Linked DNA regions of Zea mays: region 2 is linked to region 1. The links are chromatin contacts, called in public Hi-C maps. All regions are on one chromosome and are shown on one strand. The core of a region is the stretch at or near the end of the contact, and the rest is flanking DNA. Distances in the headings are between cores, read along the strand shown. Region 1 holds the start of LOC100304074 (IAA19 - auxin-responsive Aux/IAA family member). Region 2 holds the start of LOC606448.

The links. Hi-C and Micro-C count contacts between places; a contact is called where the count stands out from the background.
Region 2: a Hi-C map of leaf shows a contact between it and region 1, with 4 times the contacts expected there. The contact joins the promoter of LOC606448 here to the promoter of LOC100304074 in region 1. A contact is called at or near these places in 4 of 25 Hi-C or Micro-C datasets (ear, leaf and tassel).

The regions. Positions count from the first base shown.
Region 1 is chr8:69,354,615-69,361,204 of Zm-B73-REFERENCE-NAM-5.0, forward strand. LOC100304074 (IAA19 - auxin-responsive Aux/IAA family member) reads right to left here and starts at 1,400. Exons shown (of 5, transcript NM_001165576.2): 1 at 833-1,400; 2 at 1-181. The coding sequence starts at 1,389.
Region 2 is chr8:69,573,543-69,579,500 of Zm-B73-REFERENCE-NAM-5.0, forward strand. LOC606448 reads left to right here and starts at 4,680. Exons shown (of 4, transcript NM_001112316.1): 1 at 4,680-5,278; 2 at 5,584-5,842. The coding sequence starts at 4,719.

The DNA.
Region 1 (6,590 bases), core at 150-2,649:
ATAGCTTGAATAGGTCTTGAGGTCCACCTTCCTTAGGTATGGGGCTCCATCCATGCTGACCTTGACATAACAGCATCCCGCCTCACTCCTACCTTCATCTCCCCCATTTGTCTTTGTGGCACTGGCAGCTAGGGTATTCTTCCGGTAGCTCCTAACAGGCGGCCATCCAACAACTTGTGCCCTGTCCATGGCACTAAAAGCTATCATGAAAAGGTCTCTGCTCAACAGAACTAAAAAAGACTCATTTGGGTGCATTTTGTCTAGACCTCCGGGATACTCCCTAGATGCACATGCACTTATCCCCTACATGGTACAGAATCTGGTTGCTTCTAATCCCAAACAAACTTCTTTATGGCCTGTGACAATTCCATCAGAAGTGGCTCTATAACTTGAACTTGGAACCACGCCGTTTAAATATCAGTGGCGACAGTTACAAGGGAAAACGAAAGCCTTTTTGGTAAAAGAGACTACCATATCGATGCTGGTCCTGATGGTGTCCAGCTAGTCGGCCTAGTCCAACGTTAGGAATACGATACCATGCTATACTGTATTTGCTTGCTATAAAAGCGGGCGTACACTTTCTTTTTATTCTCTAAGCAATTGAAGAACAGCAGGAATTTTGCTCCTCGTCTTGCGTTTATGTGCTTAGGTTCCAATCAATTTTACTCCTAATTGCCACCCGCAATGAATCATCACTAGTCATGTTATTAGTACAACGCAACGAGCTACTACTACTACTACCATCGCATACGTCCTCCCACAGCGAGGAAAAGCAAAAGCTGGGTCCCTACGTACGACGAGCCAATACCAATTAACCGCAGCACGCACTTACTTGGCAGCGGGCGGAGCTCCGGCAGCAGCTCCAGCTACCCGCGTGACGCCCCCAGCAGCGTCATCCGCGGCAACGCCGTCCAGCTTCGCGGACCGGTCGAGGGAGTCGGCGAACCCGCGCTTGGCGCTGCCCCTGGGAGGCGCGGGGCCGGGGCCGGGGCCGAGGGTGAGCGCGGCGTCGACGTGGGCGCGGGCGTGCTCCGTGTCCGCGCCGCGGCCGGGGGAGTCGTCGGACCCCGGAAGCCCGAGCCGCAGCGCGAGGTGGGGCCCCGCGCCCTCGCGGCCGGAGGAGCAGCACGACGAGCAGCACGACGAGGTGGCGCCGGCGCCGAGGTAGTCGCGCGGCTCGAGGAGCGGCGGCGGCGGCGGCATCGGAGGCGAGGAAGGGAGGGGACAGAGGGCGAGTGCCTGGGGTTGAGGAGACTCGGTGGGGAAGCAGAAGCACAAGAGGAGAGGGCCGAGGTGAGTCCTTTTTGTTCGTTCGAGCTGAGCAGAGGAATGGTGGAGGTAGCCGAGAGGAGGATAAGTAGAGGGCACACCATGGTCCGTGGATGGCATAGACGTGTGTGAGTGTGACAGTGACAAGTGGCCGACCGGCCGCGGGCAAGCGCTTTCTGCCCTCCAGTTCCAGTCTCGGGCCGTGTGGTTTCGCCGGGCACAGCCGCACAGGAATTGGATGCCGGGCCGGGCAGGGCAGACATGGAACGACCGTTTCGCCCTTTGGCCTGTTTTTTTGTTTTTGTTTTGCAAGTCAAAAGTTGAGCCACCAACCATGGATCGATTCGAAGGAGCAGCTGTTGCCGTCAAAAGCAGAGCGCACGCACACTGACTGGCAGAGGACACAAGAGTAGTGCTAGTAAAATGTTTCTTTTGGCAGCGACAGGATCTCGGCGAGGATCTCCCTTTTCGGTTTTTTTATATGCAGCAGTACACCGGACAGCTGCAATGCCAACCGCCCGGCCGGCGCCGCTCCGGCAAGCTGGAAATGGGCCTCTGGTCTGGTCCCACAACCGCAGTCCAGAGTCCAGAGCGAGGGAAGTCGCAGCCTCTACCCTCTAGTGGCGGCCGCGGCGCGAGGTCGTACTGTCTCCGAATCGAATCGACCGCTCCACCAGACACACGAGGTGGACGTGCGCAGCGGCTGGTGGCTGCCCCTGCCGCTGTCTGTCTGTCTCTCTCTCTCCTGCCGTGTGCCGTGCCATCTCCCCTCTTCCGTGCCGGGCTGCGGGAGCCGGGAGGCGCCGAGCGAGCCAGCCAGGCTGCCAGGAGACGCGCGCACGGCACGGCGCGCCGCCCGCCTGCCCTGTCTTGGGCGAACCTGGCCCGGATTTCGTGGCGACTTTACCGGACGGTGGCGCCCGCCTCCCCAGTTTGGCCGTGCTGCATCCGCAGATGCAAATCGTCGTTGGAACTCATCAACACCTGTAACTTTCGAGGCGAAGCGAAGCATCATTTGTACTACTACGTGCGGGGCAGCCGGGCACTAGCTAGTCGCTGCGATTATTATGATGTCCCGTTCAGGTATCATCATCGTCAGTCTGATGGGACACACAGCGCGCAGGTATTCGACGCAATGGGCGGCTCGGAATTGATGGCGCTGGTGTCGTCGTCGTCGTCTTCGGCGCGACAATACCTGCGCTGCGCTGCGCAGCGCAGGCAGCCATGCACGCACCACCGGCAGTGCCAGCAAACCACCACCACTGCTGTAGCCTGTAGGAAGGAGTAGGCAGAAGTATTAATTCTGCGGCGCTACCTACGCTTCCATGCGTGCATCATCACCGCTCACCTCGCCATCATGCCAGGGTTGGTGATGATGCAAAAGAGCACCCACATCTACTACTACTACTCGCCGCCTGCTCGCCCGTGCTAGTGCTAGCACACTCTGGTCTGGTCGCTGCAAAAGAGCGGGAGCGGCCAAGGGTACTCCGCCGAGACAGTCGAGCTGCAGTGTGCAAGCCACATTGCCAGCCAGTGCATTTTGCAGCGGGGGTTTCGCAAAACGGTCTCGCAACTTCCTCGTTTTCTTTCGGGTCATACTAGACCTGTTTGTTTTAGTTTTTTCTGACCAACTTTTTTTTTAGAATCCGACTATAGAGAGAATCTGACTGTGAGAAAAATCTGAGTATCATAAAGATTACGTGCAGAGGAAGATGAAGTGGTCTAAATGGTTCAGGATCTTGAAAGCAATGGATTCATATAATCACGACGACTCGACCAATTTTGTGTTCATGTTGATTTTGGATGCTTTTTACTAAAGCGATTCTTATAGAAGCGGACTCTGGGACGTTTGGCAGTCCGCAGCAGTTTTTGGTGATCAAAAGCTGAAAAAATCCCAAACAAACAGGGGAGGTTTCAGCGGATAGCGCTGTGGTGCATGTGCAGCGGCTGAAGGAGACACCGCTTCTGTAAGTCCCAAAATCTGTATAAAAAATAATAATAATAATAAAATAAATATATGAAGAAATAAAATAATAAATTCAGATATCTCAAATTATACTTGAGTATTGAAATTTGAGGACAAAATCTTGAAAACCAAGAACTATTTTAGAAGAGGAGTAATAGAGAATTTTTCTATTCAACTAAATGATTATGTATTTTATGAAATGATGCACCATAAGCAATCATTTACATGAATATCTAATTTTGAAGCGACTTTAATTCCTACCCCACAATCAAAATACTATTTTCTAAAAAAAGAAAGAAAAACAATATGAGTGGGTTCATATTTCAAACATCTACCAAGCAAATAAATAAATTAAAATAAATATACATCTATTGCATCATAATTGATTTTGAGTATGTATTAAAGAATTGAATTCCTAAAACTTATCTTAGATTTGAATTTTAAATTTGTAAATCAAAAGGGGATAGAAAATAGAGAAAGAGAAGGGAATATAATAATGAGATGAGAATTGGTATTTAACCCAAAGGTACAACTTTAGAATTTGAGGAAAGAAAAGAAAGGAGCAAGAAATACTATAAAATATAAAGTAAACTTATAAATAAATAAATTAAATCCATAATGGCCTGGTCAAAGGGTATATTTAAAATGAGTACAAGTTCATGACATAGTTAAATTCAAATTTGAATTCTCTATTAAGAGAGAATAAAAGAGAAATAAGAAAAAGAATAAGAAAAAAAGGATAAAAGGAAAACCGTCGCTTGGGCTGGGTCCTCGTTTCTGGCCCACTCAAACCTCGCACCGGTGCGGCCCAGCTGCTGCTTGCGCACTCGCCGCCAGATGGGCCCCATTGACCAGGCTCTGGGTCCACGCACGCGTCGTCAGGATGTGGGGCCGCTTCGCCAGTCACGAGCTCTTTGTCATGTGGGACCCTATGCGTCGTGACCCCGATCTTCTCTGTTCTGATGCGCGCATGCTCCTCCCGTGAATGTCGAAATCGTTGGGGTCTGCGTCACGGATTCCTCAATCTCTTGGGCTCCCGTGAACAAGCATCGAGCCCCATGGTCCCTTCTTCCCGCCGACCAGGCGTCTCCCCCACTCGCTGCACGAGCTCCGCCTTCGCCTCGTGTCCGCGCTTGAGCTCCATATTCGCCAGGATTCAGTTGCGATAGGACCTATTCTCGTGAGGGAAGTGGGGGCATAAGACGCCCTGGAGTCACCCGTCCTCTGGCCTCGCTAATCTTCCGAAATCGCACGCGCACAGAAAACCTAGAGCCTCACCCAAGCTCGGATCCACCGTCGCCGTCTTGCGCTTGCGACGCCACTTAGTGTCCGGGAGGTAGTTAGGGAGCTTCGCGAGTGCACTAGGAAGGCATGGCAACCCTCAATTTGGTGGTCAGAACCTCGGATGGTTGGTGATTTCTCACCGTCGCTGGAGCAACGCCGCGCCGCCGCCTCATGCCGCGGACCAAGCTCTACGCAACCCAAACACCGGTAAGTCTGCGACCGTCGCGTTTGCCTCGTCCTCCTCTATGCGTAGCACTATTCGATTTAGGACATGTGGCTTGGGATGGCCTCACTGGCCATGGCGCCGACGTGGTTGGCCTTTGGCCGCTGGCGCCTTTCGCTGGAAATAAAGGCGAGTGGGTGATGGCGTGCTAGCCGTTAGATCCATGGTGGGCGCGCACGATTAGATCTGGATGGCCTCTTGGCATCGGACATCGTGGGTCGTCCAATCTAGATCGGAGGGATGCAGATAGGTTGGACTTCATTAGTTTTGGACCCTTGGATCTAGATCCAATGGTCGCAGGTTCGTACCGGTTCGTGCCATGACGCATTTAATCGTGACCGTTGAAATTAGATCTGGCGACTCATATTGCACCATACCCCTTCGCCATGGCAGAATAGCATAAGAGACCTGTTGGGGACTTGTTCTCAAATGCTATGAGTTAAGAACAAGGCAACACAAAATATTAAATGTTAATGTCCTTTGTCCTTCGAAGCATTATTTCTCTTAGGGTATAATGATCTTCAGACGAAGGTTATGGAAAACATACCTTCATCAATGCGATACAAGTTAATATAAGTAGAAGTATACGAAATATAAGAGACAACATATTCAATCATATAACATATTGATTCATTATCATTATATTATTCTGAAAAGACAGAGACAATATTGAATTACAAAAGGTACCTTCGGTTTGATGGAAGGTAAAAGTACAAGCGTGACGCAAAAGTAAATACCAGTCAGCGTGAACAGTACGGGAGTACTGTTCATCTATTTATAGGCACAGGACGCAACCTGTGAGAAATTACATTCATGGCCTTCACATTTATTATTGACTTATAGACAATTCTATGAGGACTAGATAGCCTTTTCCCCTTTAAGTCGGTTCCTTTTTCCGCCATTTAGCCGAAGCTCCCCTGCGCGTAGCTTCGGAGCAACTTCAACCTTCGTCACGATCATGTTTTTTACATCATGCATGCATTTAGCCTGAGTCCGAAGGTACCTGTTCATATGTCACACTTGGAAGATATTGTTAAATTACATTTTTGAGGACCTTCGGAGGACGAAGGCCCCCAACAGTAGCCCCTCGCAGTATTAATTTGTTTATGATAGCGAATTCAGACTGCGACATAGACAAAGGCCTTAAGCTGAAGGTCCGAAAAAACACCTTCCCTTTGCTAGAATAGCAACAGTCAATGACAGACAGGGCCCCCAATTTGGAGCGTGCCGAGCGTATAAATAAGAACTCGCACCAACCCCATTTGGTACGCTGCTTGTGCCATTTGCTTTATTTTCTCAATTTTATAGCTCTTGCTCACTAACGCTTGCTAGTTTCTCAAGCTTCCTAAGCTTTGGTTAGAAAGACACAATTTTGTCATCTCTGGAGGAAAAAATGTCTCAAGACAAGAAGGTTGCTGCTGAGACGAAGCTAACTGAAGAGGAGAAGCTTTTTGAGGAGAAGAAGGCTGCGAATCCTTACATAGCTGGGTTTATCGAGTCAATGGCAAAATCAAATACAGAGAAGATTACTAAGGAGATACTGGAGGGCCTGTCTGAAGATACTAGTGATAGTGACAGTTATGATGCAAAAAGTGGAGGCGAAGATTCTGATGATCGACCCTGGAGACCAAGTCATGCAATTTTCGGAAAATCGACCATCAAGCAAAGTCACCTCGAAAACATGAGGGGAAGGTACTTTCGGGATATGTTTATTGTGAGGGCTGGCGGAGACAACAACGTTCCTGCGCCTGAGGAGAACGAAGTTATGATTTTCCGAAGCTTCTTCAAAGCTGGGCTTCGGTTCCCACTGAGCAGGTTTGTAGTTGAAGTGTTGAAAACCTTCCAAAT
Region 2 (5,958 bases), core at 3,430-5,929, 220 kb after region 1:
GTTGCAATGCTGACAACCTGGGGGGGGGGGGGTTTGGTGTGTAGAGCAAGGGTGAGTACACATCAACATACTCAGCAAGTATCCTGTTTGGCTGTAGTGGACTAGCTTTATGTGGGGATAAGTCAAGCAGTTGCTTTTAGTTGGTCAGGTTATTACTTACTAGTAGAAAGCCAGGTTTTAACATTAACCCAAGTTATTAACCCAATGTATCCTTTCCAAACGGAAAGAATACCACTTACCAATACCATAATCATAACCAGAACCATCAATCTCATTGCCACCTGTACCACAATGTCTCTGATCAAGTACCACTAATCACTGGAGCTCCCTTGGCCGCTCATAACCGCGAGCACGGCTGATATATCAGTTTCATAACACTCTGCAGAGGTTGTGCACTTTACCCACAAGCCGTGATTCCCTCTTGCCTCGGGCCGATCAAACCCTTAAACACTACCAAGGTGAATAGGCAGGGTTTCACTACGTAGCCTTTACAAAGATTCCCCGGGGCTGTAGCCACCCGTTAGGTTTCCTAAATGCACCGCACTCCTCCCCAAGGGGCGAACCCAAACTTGGCAGAGCGAGCCGCATACACCGAGCCCCATTGACGGCACGACGGCTAAGTGAACTACACCCCGGATCCTCTAATTATTCAGCTAAGGGCACCCCATTCCACCCTCATGGTTGCACTGTTTTCCCGGGCGGTCATCCATAGAACAGGTCCTTACGGAGAGGCACTCGAGAAACCGCTCGAGTCCCCTTGAAAACCACAAGTATAATCATAAAGAAGAACGGGAAAACAGCGTATCATAGATAATCACATCATGTTCATTGATTAGAGTTGAGCAATAGCATCAGACTAAGTAGTAATAATCCGACCCAAATAGGTAAACAAGGGCATGGGTAACAAAAGCTAGTCAATCCTTAGGTATAAATGTGTAATGCGGGAGGTGAATTAAAGAATGAATAGGACATAGATAGGTCAAAGGACACTTGCCTCCACCAACCGACTGCTGCTCAGGGGCTTCTCCTGCGAATTCCTCGGGCTCTTCGACCGGATCGTTCTCTATGCGAGCGCAAACATACATACATACATCCACATATTTAATACAAAAGAACAGTACACCATACAAGATAACAAATAAAGCGAATATGCATCAAGTATGACATTCGATAACGCATTTGTTATGGTTAGAAAGAAACGGGAAAGGTCTCGCAGGGGGTTAAATCTTATGCACTAATGACACAATTGGTTTTTAACAAAATAATTCTGTTATATATATTTATATATACTGATGGAAACCTAATCACTTTTAGTTGATCAACATTGCACAGGGTAAACAATTAACTACGTGAATCAATAACATAACGGAATTTTAAATTAAACTTCCTATTTTCCCATAGCATGAACAGTGATTAGCCTACTTAAAATACAGTAATTATGATCACAGAAAGTAAATAAAATAAAATAAAAAAAATAAAAAAAACAGAAGGGGGGGGCGGTTGAACCGGCCCTAGGGCGGTTGAACCGGCCGGGGGCAGGGCGCGCAGGGGCGGCCGAGCCGGGGCGGCTGAGCCGGCGGCGGGCGGCCGGGCTGGCGAGGGCGGGCGGCGCAGGGGGCGGCCGAGCCGGCCGAGCAGGGGGGCGGGGCGGCCGAGCGGCCGAGCCGGCGGGGTGGGGCGGGCGGCCGAACCGGCCATGGGGCCGAGCGGCGAGGGGAAGGGGAGGGAGGAGAGGGGGAGGAGGGAGAGAGGGAGGAGGGGGGGGGGGGCTCACCGGTGTCGGGGATCGACGGCGAGGGGCGGCCGGCGGCAGGGGGCGGCGCGGCGACCTAGGGCAGGGGCCGGGTAGGGGGTAGGGGCGGTGGCTTAGGTGGGGAGGGAGAAAATGAGGGGGGAGAGGGAGAGGGTTAGGGAATAAGGGAAAGAGGGGGGGGGCGGCTGGGCCTACCAGGCCCAAGAGGGGGGCGCGCAGGGGCCTGGGCCGGCCGGGGTCGGCCCACGGCGCGGGAGAGAGAGGAAAAGAGGAGAGAAAAAAGAGAGGGAGAAAAAAAGAAAGAAAAGATCTTCTCCACATTTTCGAAATCCGATCTTTCTACATGAATGCAATTGCGCTTTCAAAGCAATCAAAAGAAATGCAAGGGCGGCATGGTGCATCAAACAACATAAAGTATTTAGGGTTTTTCTACGTACGGGAATTCCAAACCGAATCCCGCTAGAACTTTGGAAAAGGTCAAGGTTTAGCGAAGGGAAAAAGAAAAGGAAAAGGTAACGCCCGAATTTTGGCGAGTAAAGAAAAGAAAAAATTCAACTGCAAAATTCGGGGCGTTACACACACCCTCATCGCTCCTTTCTCCGTCCCGGGCATTCCTGTCATGCCGAAGCTGCACGATCGTGCCTGTGGCCACCTTTCCATTGATGCTTGCCATACCGACGGTTCTCGTGGTGGGCGCCATGCCACAAATCCATGTGGTGCCGAACACTGCCGCGTTGTCCCCTATGCTGGCTATAGTACCCGCAGTCATGCCAAAAGTGACGCTGCCGCCAATGACCGCCGTCGTGCCGAAGGTTGGCGCCTTGCCACCAATACCCGTCGTCGTGTCTAAGGTTGGTGACTTGTCGTCGATGTCCTCTGTGTGGCTCGTGCCTAACTGTTGATGCCCTCCATCCTGACAGCGTCGCTCTCCATTAGGTCCCACGAACACGACACAAACTCGATGGACATGCTGTGTAGATGCTCGTGGAGTCAGTGAGCCAGAAAATCAGATGTACGTACATGCGTACCTTGGAGGACATAGACGAGTCGGAGTAGCTGGAGAGTGTCAGGCCACCGGCTGCGAGCAGATCAACCACCGTTGTCGCTTGAGGGGCCTCGACACGACTTTTTATAGCCAGGTTGGTGGGCGGATTAGGATGAGTAAAACAGCTCCATCCTGTGGCTGCTGAAAATGTTTTCCGCGCGTTTCTATGCATAGAAGACGCGGCGTGTGTGGGTCTGCTGAAACCGCTTTCTCCATCCCTTACGGAGCGACGTGCATGGGTTATTGGGCTCCTGTCGCGGTGCATTTGGCGCGAGCCCACTTGTCATGTCGTTAGTTTGTATGAACAAAAGACATGACGTGTGTGAGTTTGTGTCATTGTATGGGTGACTGAGGCGCTCGTGCCTCGTGTGAGGGCGCAGATTCACTTAGGATAGAGAGTGGATAGACGAAATAAATTAGATGTAATCTATATGTGTGGGCCATTTCAAATAGGAGTTATTTATAAAAATACGAGGCAGGACCAATAGAGATTTTACATGATCCGTCGCGTTACAACGGTCACCGTCTGTAAAACCGCAAGAATCCAGGGGCTGGATTGCAACCGGCGACGCAACTGACCTCCCTCCAGAGTCCAGACCGACCGACGCCGACCGGCGACGGCGACCGCCCGCGATTTGTTTACTCGTCTCGCTCACCTCCGCCTCCGCGAGGAGCTCCTTTTTCTCTATCCAACCATACCCTCACCAACTCCCCCTGTCTCGGTTTGCGTGGAGAGAGAAAGGGAGGGAGCGAGAAGTCAAGCCGGAGCCGGGAACAGCTCAACACCACGGGCCGCGGTTTCTGAAAAGGAGAGGCGTGGTGGGAAGGGGAGGGGGAGCGGGAGGGGGGCGAGCCAGCCAGAGAGCCGTACGCGAAGCAAGCAGCCCCCTGCATCTAGATCAGGCGTTCTGCTCGCACCGCCGCCGCCGCCGCCGCCGCCGCCGCTTCCTTCTCTCACCGACGCTAATTGGAGATCACGTCTGGGCCTGGCTGCTCGTCTTCCGTCCTGGGTAAGGAAGCCTTTGCTTGCTTGGACGGGTTGCTGGTTCGCTTGCTTTGTCCTGCACAAGAAGAATCCGATCCGTCCAGCTAGCTTGCGGATTCCCGTCCTGGGCGTCTGCGCGGTGGAGTGGATTGATGGTAGCAGTAAATTTGCGGGGTTCAGTTGATCCCCCCATGGCTGTTAGTTAGGCCCGCCTCAGAAATGTCTGGTTTCCTTGGTGATCTTCTAAGTTCTTAGAGTCTGTACCTTTAGGCTTTAGCTTTGGATCTTGCTCTCCTTCAATTTGGATCGCTGCTCCGGGAGAATGTTTCAGTTTAGCCTGCTCTATGGGTTAGCGTGAGCATGTATTGATTGATCTTGAGCTGAGCTGACGCACGCCTCGCATCACGTTGTTTTGCAGGTACAATTCGATTGATGACCTCATCAGGGAAGAATGTTTTGCAGTCTTACATGAGTTAAAGGGATAGAAAGTGCAACAACCGTGGAATAAAGGACTCGTGCTTTTGAGTAATTCAGGAGGAGTACATGCATCACGAAGCCTTGATTCTGGAATGGTGTCCAGTCGAAGGAACAGTGGGATTATCCTACGGGAAGGGTCGGTTAGGGACTGGTCCGAGTTCAACAATCCCTCGCCGTCCCCAAAACTGCTGTACTCACAGTCCTATGTCGCAATGAGGGGGTTGCTGGCCTCAGTGATCTCCTTGGACTTTTTCCTGCTGTCGAGCAAGCTAAAATCTGTGTGCGCGGCTATGACTTCCCAGAGGCATGGCCGATCACAGGAGAGGTCAAAATCAAAGGGGTTGACCTGCAGGAGAGTTGCAGTCCATCTGCTGTTCTTTTTCATGGTTGGCATTTTCATTGGGTTCATGCCTTTGTTCTCTGTCGATGTTTACAAGAAAATAGTATCCGAAAACGAGAGGCTTCCGTTCCATGATGGTGTGATTGAGGCGGAAATGATGGGCACCAAAGTTAAGGAGTTGGAGACAGTTGTAGTAGAGAAAGAGGTCGAACTGATTGACGAGCCTCAGGTTCAAGAGAGCCCTCCAGTTCCTGCAATGTTGGATGATGAGGCAGATTTTGCTGAATCTTCACCTGCATTACCTGCTATTGAAGAATCTGACATTCCTGTGAAGAAGCTGCTGATAATCGTGACGATCACTTCTGTTCGGCCACAACAGGCATATTACTTGAATCGGCTAGCCCATGTTTTGAAAGCTGTACAGGCACCTCTTTTATGGTTGGTGGTGGAATGGCCTGAACAGTCCTATGAAACAGCAGAAATTCTGAGGTCTTCTGGGGTTATGTACAGGCATCTTATATGTAGAAAGAATACCACGAGTGTACGAAAGATTGCTGTATGTCAAAGGAATAATGCAATCTATCATGTCAAAAGGCATCACCTTGATGGTATAATGCATTTTGCTGATGAAGAGCGGTCATACTCAGCTGATGTATTTGAAGAAATGCAGAAGATCAGGTCAGAGCTCTCTACCACATTTTTTTGCCTGTACTGATATATCTGTAATGAACTTATTGTCTACAAATTGTTTTGATGATTCATAATAAACAGTTAAATGTAGTTTTATATTGACATATAAGATTGTAAGCATCACATAGCCTTGATTAGTTTAATTGGAATGATGGAGCTAGAGAACCACAGTGCTCCCTCAAACTGCTAACCAGAAGTTTCAGGTCAAAACTCAAGATCTGCTAGCCATATTTCGGTAGAACTAAACGAGACAATCTGGCTTCCCTTCTCATGAGACGTGCTATGTTTTTCAGGCGCTTTGGCTCATGGCCTGTAGCAATCCATGTTGGAACGAAGTATAGGGCAGTTTTGGAAGGCCCTATTTGCAAAGGAAACCGAGTCATGGGATGGCACACAGTCCAGACGGTTCAGAAGAAGAGTTCGACTCGTCGATTCCCAATTGGCTTCTCTGCATTTGCTTTCAACAGCACAATGTTGTGGGACCCTCAAAGATGGAACCGCCCACCTATGGATTCTGTTATGGTCCACTCAGGTGGAAGAGGTGGTTTGCAGGTGAGTTTGTTTGGATATTTGAACTGTAATGGTAGGGAGGCTGCAGTAATTTTTCACATAGTTGATGGAACTCTTGTGTAAAGTCAGGACTCATCTATGTTGAAGGTTGGTCCTAG